2 separate regions of the Mus musculus genome follow, and region 1 is linked to region 2. Evidence: chromatin contacts called from public HiChIP or PLAC-seq data. All regions are on one chromosome and are shown on one strand. Each heading gives the region's core, a stretch centred on a gene start, on an enhancer-like site or on the middle of the called end of the contact. The rest is flanking DNA. Distances are from core to core; before and after follow the strand shown.

Region 1 (4,538 bases), core at 485-2,984, 230 kb before region 2:
GAGTTTTCTTCTATCCCTAGGCCACTGTAAGTGTTTACTCAAAATTCCCATTGGATGCCAGCAAAGCTTTTTCATCTTTTCATTGGAATGTTCATTGTTAAAAATCTCTAACTATAGTGATGTTCCTTTGCTGAAGGTCTTTTAGTTCACGTATAGCTTTGTTCCATTTGGTCAAGGTGCTGTTATCTTGGTGAACTTCTGGGTGTTATTTGGTAACATTAAATAGGATTTTTATATAAATATTAAAAGATAGGGCTTATCTGTTTCTCCTCCTCCTCTTCTTCCTCCTCCTCCTCCTCCTCTTCTTTTGAGACAAGGTCTCAGAATGTGACCCTGTCTGGCCTGGAATGTGATATATAGACCAGGCTGAACTCAAAGAGATGCATCTGCTTCTGCCTTCAGAGTACTGGGTTAAAAGATGTGACCCACCAAGCAAAGCAATGTCTATGCTCCCTGATGTCTTCAACAACAGAATTTTGGTTTTTGTGTGTGCTCATGTGTGTTTGCAAATTGCTATCTTAGAAATCTAAAAAGTAGCCAGGCAGTGGTGGCGCACGCCTTTAATGCCAGCACTTGGGAGGCAGAGGCAGGCGGATTTCTGAGTTGAAGGCCAGCCTGGTCTACAGAGTGAGTTCCAGGACAGCCAGGGCTGCACAGAGAAACCCTGTCTCGAAAGAAAGAAGGAAAGAAAGAAAGAAAGAAAGAAAGAAAGAAAGAAAGAAAGAAAGAAAGAAAGAAAGAAAGAAAGAGGAGAAAGAGGAGAAAAAAGAAAAGAAAAGAAGAGAAGAGAAAAGAAGAGAAAAGAAAAGAAAAGAAAAGAAAAGAAAAGAAAAGAAAAGAAAAGAAAAGAGAAGAAAAGAGAAGAAAAGAAAAGAAATCTAAAAAGTTCATGTGGAATGCCAGGGCCAGGAAGCAGGAGTGGGTGGGTTGGGAAGCAGGGGAAGGGGTTGGAGGGGATAGGGGATTTTTGGAGGAGAAACTAGGAAAGGGGATAACATTTGAAATGTAAATAAAGAAAATATCTAATAAAAAATCTAAAAAGTTATTTGTTCTTCGTTTTTTAGACGGTCTTTTTAAAAATGGGGCTATAACAAATATTTATTCTGTAACAAATATATATTCTCATGCTAAATAATTTTATTTTTTATTTATTTTAATTTCTCCCCATTTATTGCTGATTGCTGCCCCCCCCTCCCCATTTGTTTCTTGGCAATGTGTTTCTTCCCTTTGTGAAGGCTGAAGGAGGTAGGAGGAGCTGTGATTCCTGCAAGCTATGGGAGGGAGGGGAATCAGTTGGAGCAGGATGATGTAACCTAGGCAAACAGAAGACAAAAGAATTAAGTGTATGTAGTCTCTAAACAACTCTTACACAGTGTGAAGGTGCCTGCGGATCCATAGCAGTGGGGACTGGGATAAAGGTTACATTCCAGAAGCAGCATGAGGACTAGGACATGGGTCAGAAGTAGAGTTCTCTTCTACCATGCCTAAGGGCCTGGCTCAGTGCTGAGCACCATACCACCAGAATAAACATGGAAGTTTCTAATTAACTAAATAAATAGCCAGAAGTCAGGAAAATGGTAAACTAATATTGATTTCAAAGAAGAAGAATTAATTTTGGACATGCCTAGATCATGTTTGCCTTGATGAAGATCTGGCCTGGTGGCATAGGCTTGTAATCCCAGCTACATGGGAGGTTGAAGCCAGAGAGTCAGGGCTTTAAGGCTTGTCTAGGCTAGAGAGCAAGTGAGGGTGGGGCAGAATGTGGTCACATTGCTGAGATCACCCTGCCAGTCAGCTGTCCCTGTTGTTTAGATAGAAAATCCCAAAGCCCAGGAACAGTATTCTCAAAGTTGTACTAACTGCCATCCTCTTCCCTCATCTCTGGTCCTTAGTGAGATATCAGTGCAGGCCTGGGGAGATGCTCAGCTGGGAAAGGCTTGCCTAGCAAGCATGGGAACCTGTGTTTGATCTCCAGATCCATATACAAAGGAAAGATGACATGGTAGCAGATGCTTTTTTTATTATATATTTTCTTCATTTACATTTCAAATGCTATCCCGAAAGTCCCCTATACCCTTCCCCCACCCTGCTCCCCAACCCACCCACTCCCACTTCCTGGCCCTGGTGTTCCCCTGTACTGGGGCATATAATCTTCGCAAGACCAAGGGTCTCTCCTCCCATTGATGGCCGACTAGGACATCCTCTGGGTAGCAGATGCTTCTAACACTAGTGCTGGGCAGCAAAGACTGAGTTTGTCCTCTAACCTGACTATCAACACACATGTACACCCCCTTCCCCCCCACACACACACACCTGCATGCAAACTGTAGACCCAGGATTCTTAAGTAAGTACTTTCAAGCTAATGGAGATACAAGCTTGGTTAGAGTCTGAAGGAAAAACATGTTGACAAATAACTAGGATCGAGTTACTTAAATAGAAGTCAAAGGGGTCTTGAAGTGACCAAGAAGCAGAAGAACATGTGTCATGGCCATAGACACCAGAGCCTCAGAGGGATGCGATGCATGTACCTGAAATCCTTAGAGTCCTTCACTAGATAACAACATAAAATGAACTGCTGAGCTTCACAGCAGTTCACTCCCCGCCCCCCTACCCCCCGCCCCCCCCCACACACCTTCTTAACACACCTTATCCTCTTACCTCCCCTTCCCCTCCCCAATAGTTCATTCATGCCTTAGGCACCACAGTAGGTCGGCGCATGGATGAGGAAGATAAAAATGCCAGGGTGGTCTGCGTAGAATGTTCTAGAATGCCAGCAGCACTCTGGAAACATTCAGAAAAACTGGGATAGCAGTGCTTGATTGGAAAAGGTAAGAATTTACCAAGAGGTGAAAGAAGGAAGTTCAAAGGGAAAAGATAGTAAAGGGATATGAATGGAAGGAGGCAGTGACTGGTGTGAAGACTCGGATCATGCCATGCCCACCACACTGAGCAGAACACACAGCCATGTGGGTCTCTGAATGGGAAACCCTTGCCTGAGCCTGCAAATGTGGGCTAGGTGGTTCCTCTGAAGAGCCATCCCGTAGAAGAAAACCTAATTTGGATATGTGCACATCCTAGAGCCCCATTAACTCTGGGTTAAACACTCAGAAAAAAATAGCATTTCCTTCCCAGTGCGGTGGCAAGCAATACTGCAGCTCTCTGCCACTAACCCCATCCCTCTTCTATAGTGCTCCCCTCTTTTTTTTACATATATATTTTCTTTATTTACATTTCAAATGTTTTCCCCTTTCCAGGTCTCCTCTTCAGAAACCCACTATCCCATCCCTCCTCCCCCTACCTCTATGAGGGTGCTCCCCCACCCACCTACCCATTCCTGTCCTCCTGCCCTGGCCTTCCCCTATACTGGGGCATCAAACACCCTCAGGCCCAAAGGCCTCACCTCCCACTGATGTCCAACAAGGCCATCCTCTGCCACATATGTGGCCAGCGCCATGAGAGGCTCCATGTGTATTCTTTGGTTGGTGGTCCAGTCCCTGGGAGCTCCAGGGGATCTGGCCTGTTGACACTGTTGCTCCCTCCTTGGGCTGCAACCCCCCTCAGCTCCTTCAGTCCCTTCTCCAACTCCTCCATCGGGACCAGGGTATTCCCCTCTTAGCCTCATCCCTCTTCCATGGTGCTTGCTCCCTGCCTCAGCCCCATCCCGCCTCCAGATTTGTCTACTCTGGCACAATCACTTGGGACTCCTGTTCTAATCCTGGCTCTTCTCTGGCTCCAGAGGTGACCTTGGCCCAGTTACACCTTCCCTCTGTACCTTGAGTCTTTCCTTTTCCCTTCTGGGTGCATACTTTCTTTGGTTCTATTTTTGTATTTCCCTAGTAATGGCCCCCAGGAAGGAAATCCTGCCTCAAACCCCCAGGTGTCTCCAAAGTTCTGACATCCTCCTTAATCTTCCAGCTCTGTGACCCCACCTGGTGAGGAGGAGCTACAAATTAGGATAGTAATGGCCCTGCTGATTGCATTAAGGGGTCCTAATGCAATATGCTCTCATGGGGACCATCCATCAGATCAGAGGCCCTCCCCAAGTCCCTGCCACCTCAGTCACATTAGTGAGTCAGCCCATTTATCACTACCACACACCTCCATGGAGACTGGCCTAGACGGATGAGGGGCCAAATCAGATTTATGAGGAGGAATCCTGGGAAAAAAATCAGCCCCATCCATCTCCTAGACACCAAGAAGGGAGTCCTGGTCCCCACTCCCTCCAGTGCTCCATCGGGGAACAAACGGGTGCTAACTGGGAAGCCAGCCTTTGTTTTCCTGAAGGCCCAGAGTTGCCCAGCACAGCCCTGCAAGTGGCCTGTCTTGCAGTCCCATTCTGAAGTAAAGCCTCTCCTAGGACCAGCAAACAGGGCCAGTGCTGCTCAGCTTTTGGGGACCCCAAGGGCATGCACTGAACAAAGCTCTTGGGTTTCATAAAGGATAGCAGAGGGTGGGAGGAAGGGGCAGTGAACCCCACTCAGGAATGAGACCAGACCTGGGCCACATTCCATGGAGGAGGTCTTGCTCTGGCCTTCGG
Region 2 (4,936 bases), core at 1,938-4,437:
CCAGCCCAGGCTCCACGTCCTGACCGTCAGATCATTCAAGACCCTTTGGGTGTGGCGAGTGGAGAGGTGAGGACATGGAAAAGATTCTCCTGCCTTTGCTACTAATAATCCCAGGTTAGGGGCAGCAGTGGTGTTGCTAAAAATAGCTGGCAGTACCATGGGGACAGAGAAAGAGAGGGAGACAGAGACAGAGAGAGGGGGAAGACAGAGACAGTTATGAGAGAATGTGTTTGGATCAGAAACACTGTAGGAACATATTTTAAAATACCTATGGCCAGCCCCACCCTGGAGAAACTGAGTCAGAATACCCAGGATACACCATGTTCTATTATTAAATGTTCTCTGAAGGATTCTGACATCCTTCCACAGCTCCACCCTCCCCAGTTGGAAACAGGTTGGGGGAGGGAGGGTTGTCAGTCCTTCCCTAATCAGTCAGGTAGTGTGGAGCTCTGGCCCAGAAGACCTTCCTAGGATGCACATCTTCAGCTCCACCTCCCCACCATCACACCCATCACTGCCAGGCTCCTCCCCTCCCTCTGGGGTGGCTTGCCCCCTCTCATTCCTCCCTTGCTCCTTGAGGACTTGTAAGGTGCACATCTTTGGATTCCATTCTTGGTGTCCCAGTTTCAGGCCCAATGAGGACCACTTTTGAAAACAGATTTTGTTTCCCTCTTTCTTTCCCAGCTATCGTGACCACCTATGTCCCTTCTTCCCCCAACTTTCTACTCTCCTTGCTCCAGAACTGTTCTTTCTGAAGCAGGTTCCTTGGTACCCCTAGCACCGCCTTTGTCTAAGGCCATTCCTATGCAACAACTACCATCTATGTCTTCAATCTAGTGCATACCACTGACATTACTCTGCACTGCTCATCATAACTATATATGTAAATGCATAATATGCATGTATATAATGTCTATGTGTAATGTACATGTATAATGTATATGTGTAAATATATATAAAGAGGGGGGAGTAGATGTGTGCATGTGTGTGTGTGTGTGTGTGTGTTTCCATGAGTGCAGGTGCTGGCAGAGGCTAGAAGAGTGTGTCAGGTGCTGCTCTGGAGCTGAAGTTACAGGTGATTGTAAGCCACCAGACATGGGAGCTGAGAACAAAATTCATATCCTCTGCAGGAGCCACATGCTCTCCTAATAACTGAGTCTCTGACCCCATCACCATATCTCTGTCACCATCATTACCACTGCTCACAACAACAAACACCCTTACCAGCAACCACCACAGACCCCAGCTTCTCACCATCTCCTGCAACCAGTGGGCGTCTCACAAGTAGAATCACCCTGGGCATCAATTCCATGGCCTCTGAACTGGCTGCCTCTGCGGACCCTGACTTGAACCTTACCCAGGATCTTGCTTGGCACATCCATTCTGCTTTGACTATTCAGGAATTTCATGAGTTTCCCAGTCAGCTGAGGGTGGTGACCCTCAGGAGCCCCACACTGCTGGAGGCATCTACTTGGGGACCCCAATCTACCTCACTGCAGAGGCAGCCTCAGGATCTTACATTTTCCAGGGGTATTTTCTGGGGTTCCCACCCTTTGGACCTCATCCCCTAGAGAACCTAAGCTGAAAACCTTTCGCTGATTACCACACTGATAGAAATTCCTGAGGGAGGTATCCTCTCAGGAGCAGTTCCTCCCGGGTGCTCCCTTTCCTGTACTGGCAGAAAAGAGCTTTCCCAGAGAATCCTGTGCTGGTGAGGGTGGGCTCTCTTGAGAGACCCCTGGACTGACAAGTGACGCTACTCTCTAATAGAAGTCTGAGGTTGCTGGCAGATACAGGACACAAATGTCAAGAGCAGTGCTTTTCCGGCCAGCGTGTGAGAAAGCAGAGCTACACCACGTACCACAGAAAATGTCAAGTTTCACAGAGGATGCGGACCTCGGCTCCAGCAGCCAGTAGATCAATGGCCCTGCTAGTAAGGTGTTCTAAATGTATCCTTAGGCTGCAGCAGCCCCACAGCTCTGTGTTTTAAGGCTCTGGCTTCCCCCCGGGGATGGCCCAGCTGGCTCGCAGCCTGGGTGTGGCTATGGGCACGTGCCAGATCCTTGTTGCTTCCACAGCCGCTCCCTCTTTCCAGGTTATGTCCACCACACCCGGCGCCAGCTCCTGTCCTGGCAGACCCAAGTGCAGACACAGGGCCTGGGGCACTCGGGGCCAGGAAGGTGTGGAGAGGTGCCTGTGGCCAGATGTAATAAATGCCTTCCTCTACCTCCAGGAAGTCCTGAGCTCAGGTAATTACGTTCTGCCCTCTTATCCAGGAAGGATGTTACCTTGTGTGTGGGGATAAGCCAAATGATGACCAAGAGGTGCCATCCTTTGGGAACTGCTGTCTTCTCATTTGTTCACGATTACTAAATGCTGTTTCATGCTGCCATTCTGGTTAGACCCTCAAAGTCCCGCCCACTTTCCCAGGTTTCTTCTTCGGAAAGTCTCACTACAAGCTTACCCTCTCCAGGATGGTATCCCCTGGCTTTGATCCTTTTTTCCTTAGAGAGTACGCTCCAAATTTCCATGAATCCATTTCTTTATGTGCATGTATGTGTATGCATGTCCATGTGTGTGTTTGGGTGTATGTGTGTGTGGAGGTCAGAAGTCAACTTTGGGTGTCATTCCTCCAGAGCTAAGATTAGCTTTTCTTTGAGACACTGGGGTTTGTGGTTTGCCAGTTAGGCTCAGCTGACTAGGCAGGGAGCTCTGGGGATCCTTCTGCCTTCACCTCCTAGCACGTAGGTTGCAAGCACACCCCCACAACCCAGTGTTTAACATAAGCTGTGGAGCTTGGCCCCAGGCCCTCCAGTTTCTATAGCAAGTATTGCACCGTCTGAACTCCATCCCCAGTCTGACCTCAAACAAACCTTGATCTCACATCCTTAGTGCTGACCATGGATTGAATCTAACCCTGACCACCAAAGACGCTGCTGGCTTTGGAACAGCATGCTCCAACTCTGTTTGCTGCTTTTAAGAGAGAACTGTTGGGCCAGCCTCTGCCCTCTGCAGCAGTGGGTCCTGACATGCAATAGCCGCTCCCACAAAGCATATCTGCACACTTGCTGTATTCTGCTTTGAGGTCCTTCCATTTCAGTTCCATCCTCTCTTCTCCAGGGAGCAGAGGAAACGGGACGTGGGCTCCAGTCACAAGGGCAGGAATTCCCCTCTAAGCTCGGAGCTTGGAGCCAGCGGCCACCTAGTGGTGTCCCCATGTCACTGCGCCACTGTATCTCCTATACTTGCATGGGCTGGGCATTTGAGTGGTAAAATGTGTGGGAAGCAGACACCATGAAGACTTTGGAACCTCCGTGTGTTAGCGGTAGCAGAGGGGATTCTCTTCCCCAGCATCCCCCACTTCCCTCCAGCCCAGTTAACCTCTGCAGACACCACAGTGGTTCAGAACAGTCCACCTACTCCCACCCTTGCCTTTCTCATTTGCCTCTCTCAGATTTTCTTGTTCTCAGCCTCTGTCTCTTCAGTATCTCTATGTCCTTCTGTTAGTCTGTCCTCTTTCTTATTTCAACTAACTCTTCAGCATCTCATGCCTATTCTCACACACACACACACACACACACACTCACACACACACACACACACTCACACACACACACACACTCACACACACACACACACACTCACACACACACACACACTCACACACACACACACTCACACACACACACACACACACTCACACACACACACACTCACACACACACACACTCACACACACACACACACACACACACTCACACACACACACACACACTCACACACACACACACACACACACACACACACACACACGTATTCTTGCTTGACATCTCAGGACTTCCTAAGCCCATGAAAGTATCACTCTTTTGTCTGTTTGCATTATCTTATTTTATTTGTTACAAGGAGTCTAATGTAGCCTGGAATAACCTCAAAATCCTGACCCTCTTCCCACCATTTCTTAAATGCTGGGATGGTAAGTCTTGATGCTTTCAGTGGAAACCTGAACCTCAGCTACTGGCTCATAATAAAATCTATAAGTATCATAAGGAGAGTGATCCTGAGACTGAATATTTCCATGTGACAAAGAAGGAGAAAAAAGAAGGGGAAACCATCTCCTGCCCCCTGAAAAAGAGCTGTTTCTTGGGACAGCACACCCTATTAGTGATGGACTTAGAAGCTTGTCCAGCATCCCCCTCCCCCCTCACTTCCCAGATATCGTTTTCTTCTCTAGGCCAGTGTGTCCTGGCACACGCAGCTCTTGCTTTCTGTTGCATTAGCCTTAATTCTTCAAGGCTGGATGATACTGCATTAGATAGCCCCTAGACACACAGAAACACATCCTGGAACACTAAAGCCAAGTTCCTGATTTGGGAAAGGAATGACAAGACCAAGATCGCTGAGTTAGAAGCAGAGGATTCTTGGTCCAAACTCGTTGAGATCCGACCATCCGAGGAGATTAATGAGATGGATGGACAGGTGGACAGACTCAGAGTTCCGAAGAAGACCATGCCATGATCTTTACTACTGATCTACACTTCCTCGAAGTTCTCAGTGCCGTGAACAAAACTGTAGTAGACATGAAGAATGTGCAGAAGAGAAGGTTTCACAGACAAAGCACCCTTTGTAAGATATACTGTGACCTCCAGGGGAGCAGCCACCCCCCACAGGTGTGAATAGCACACCCACAGACCTGACCAGAGTGCTCAGTTTTGCAGGATGAACTTTGGAGAAGCCAAAGCAGAATGTGTGAAGAGGCCAGCCAAGACTCTGGCTTTGAATGGCAGCGTCATTCTGCAGGAGGAGGATGAAGTTTGCCCACTCCACCCCCTATCACAGAGGAGAGCCACTATGCCTTTGATTCTTCCTCCAGAGGCTCCAGATCATTGGCAGGAGGTATGAAACAGTCTCATAATGAACTCATGATCCTCCTGTTTCT

Evidence for each region. HiChIP or PLAC-seq counts read pairs in DNA pulled down with a chosen protein or histone mark.
Region 1: a contact with region 2 is called in a FOXA1 HiChIP or PLAC-seq map of pancreatic cancer cells. The contact joins two enhancer-like sites. A contact is called at or near these places in 16 of 39 promoter capture datasets (3T3-L1-derived adipocytes, the C10 cell line, the HPC-7 cell line and 12 more), 1 of 15 datasets of contacts at CTCF or cohesin (embryonic stem cells), 13 of 484 Hi-C or Micro-C datasets (the 3T3-L1 cell line, the HL-1 cell line, the N1E-115 cell line and 8 more), 8 of 115 datasets of contacts at active chromatin or transcription factors (craniofacial prominence, embryonic basal ganglia, embryonic forebrain and 5 more) and 4 of 9 other capture datasets (adipose tissue, embryonic stem cells, liver and 1 more).

The regions. Positions count from the first base shown.
Region 1 is chr6:84,598,532-84,603,069 of GRCm38.p6, reverse strand. No RefSeq gene overlaps it. Among named protein-coding and RNA genes, the nearest start is that of Cyp26b1, 6.9 kb to the right of the region's middle. Within about 2 kb of position 1,734, at least 29 of the 459 cell types and tissues checked have an H3K27ac peak or open chromatin away from gene starts, as enhancers often do. A contact at or near this core is called in the HL-1 cell line, the N1E-115 cell line and pancreatic cancer cells, where this site is marked.
Region 2 is chr6:84,373,957-84,378,892 of GRCm38.p6, reverse strand. No RefSeq gene overlaps it. Among named protein-coding and RNA genes, the nearest start is that of Gm10445, 47 kb to the left of the region's middle. Within about 2 kb of position 3,187, at least 7 of the 459 cell types and tissues checked have an H3K27ac peak or open chromatin away from gene starts, as enhancers often do. A contact at or near this core is called in the HL-1 cell line, the N1E-115 cell line and pancreatic cancer cells, where this site is marked.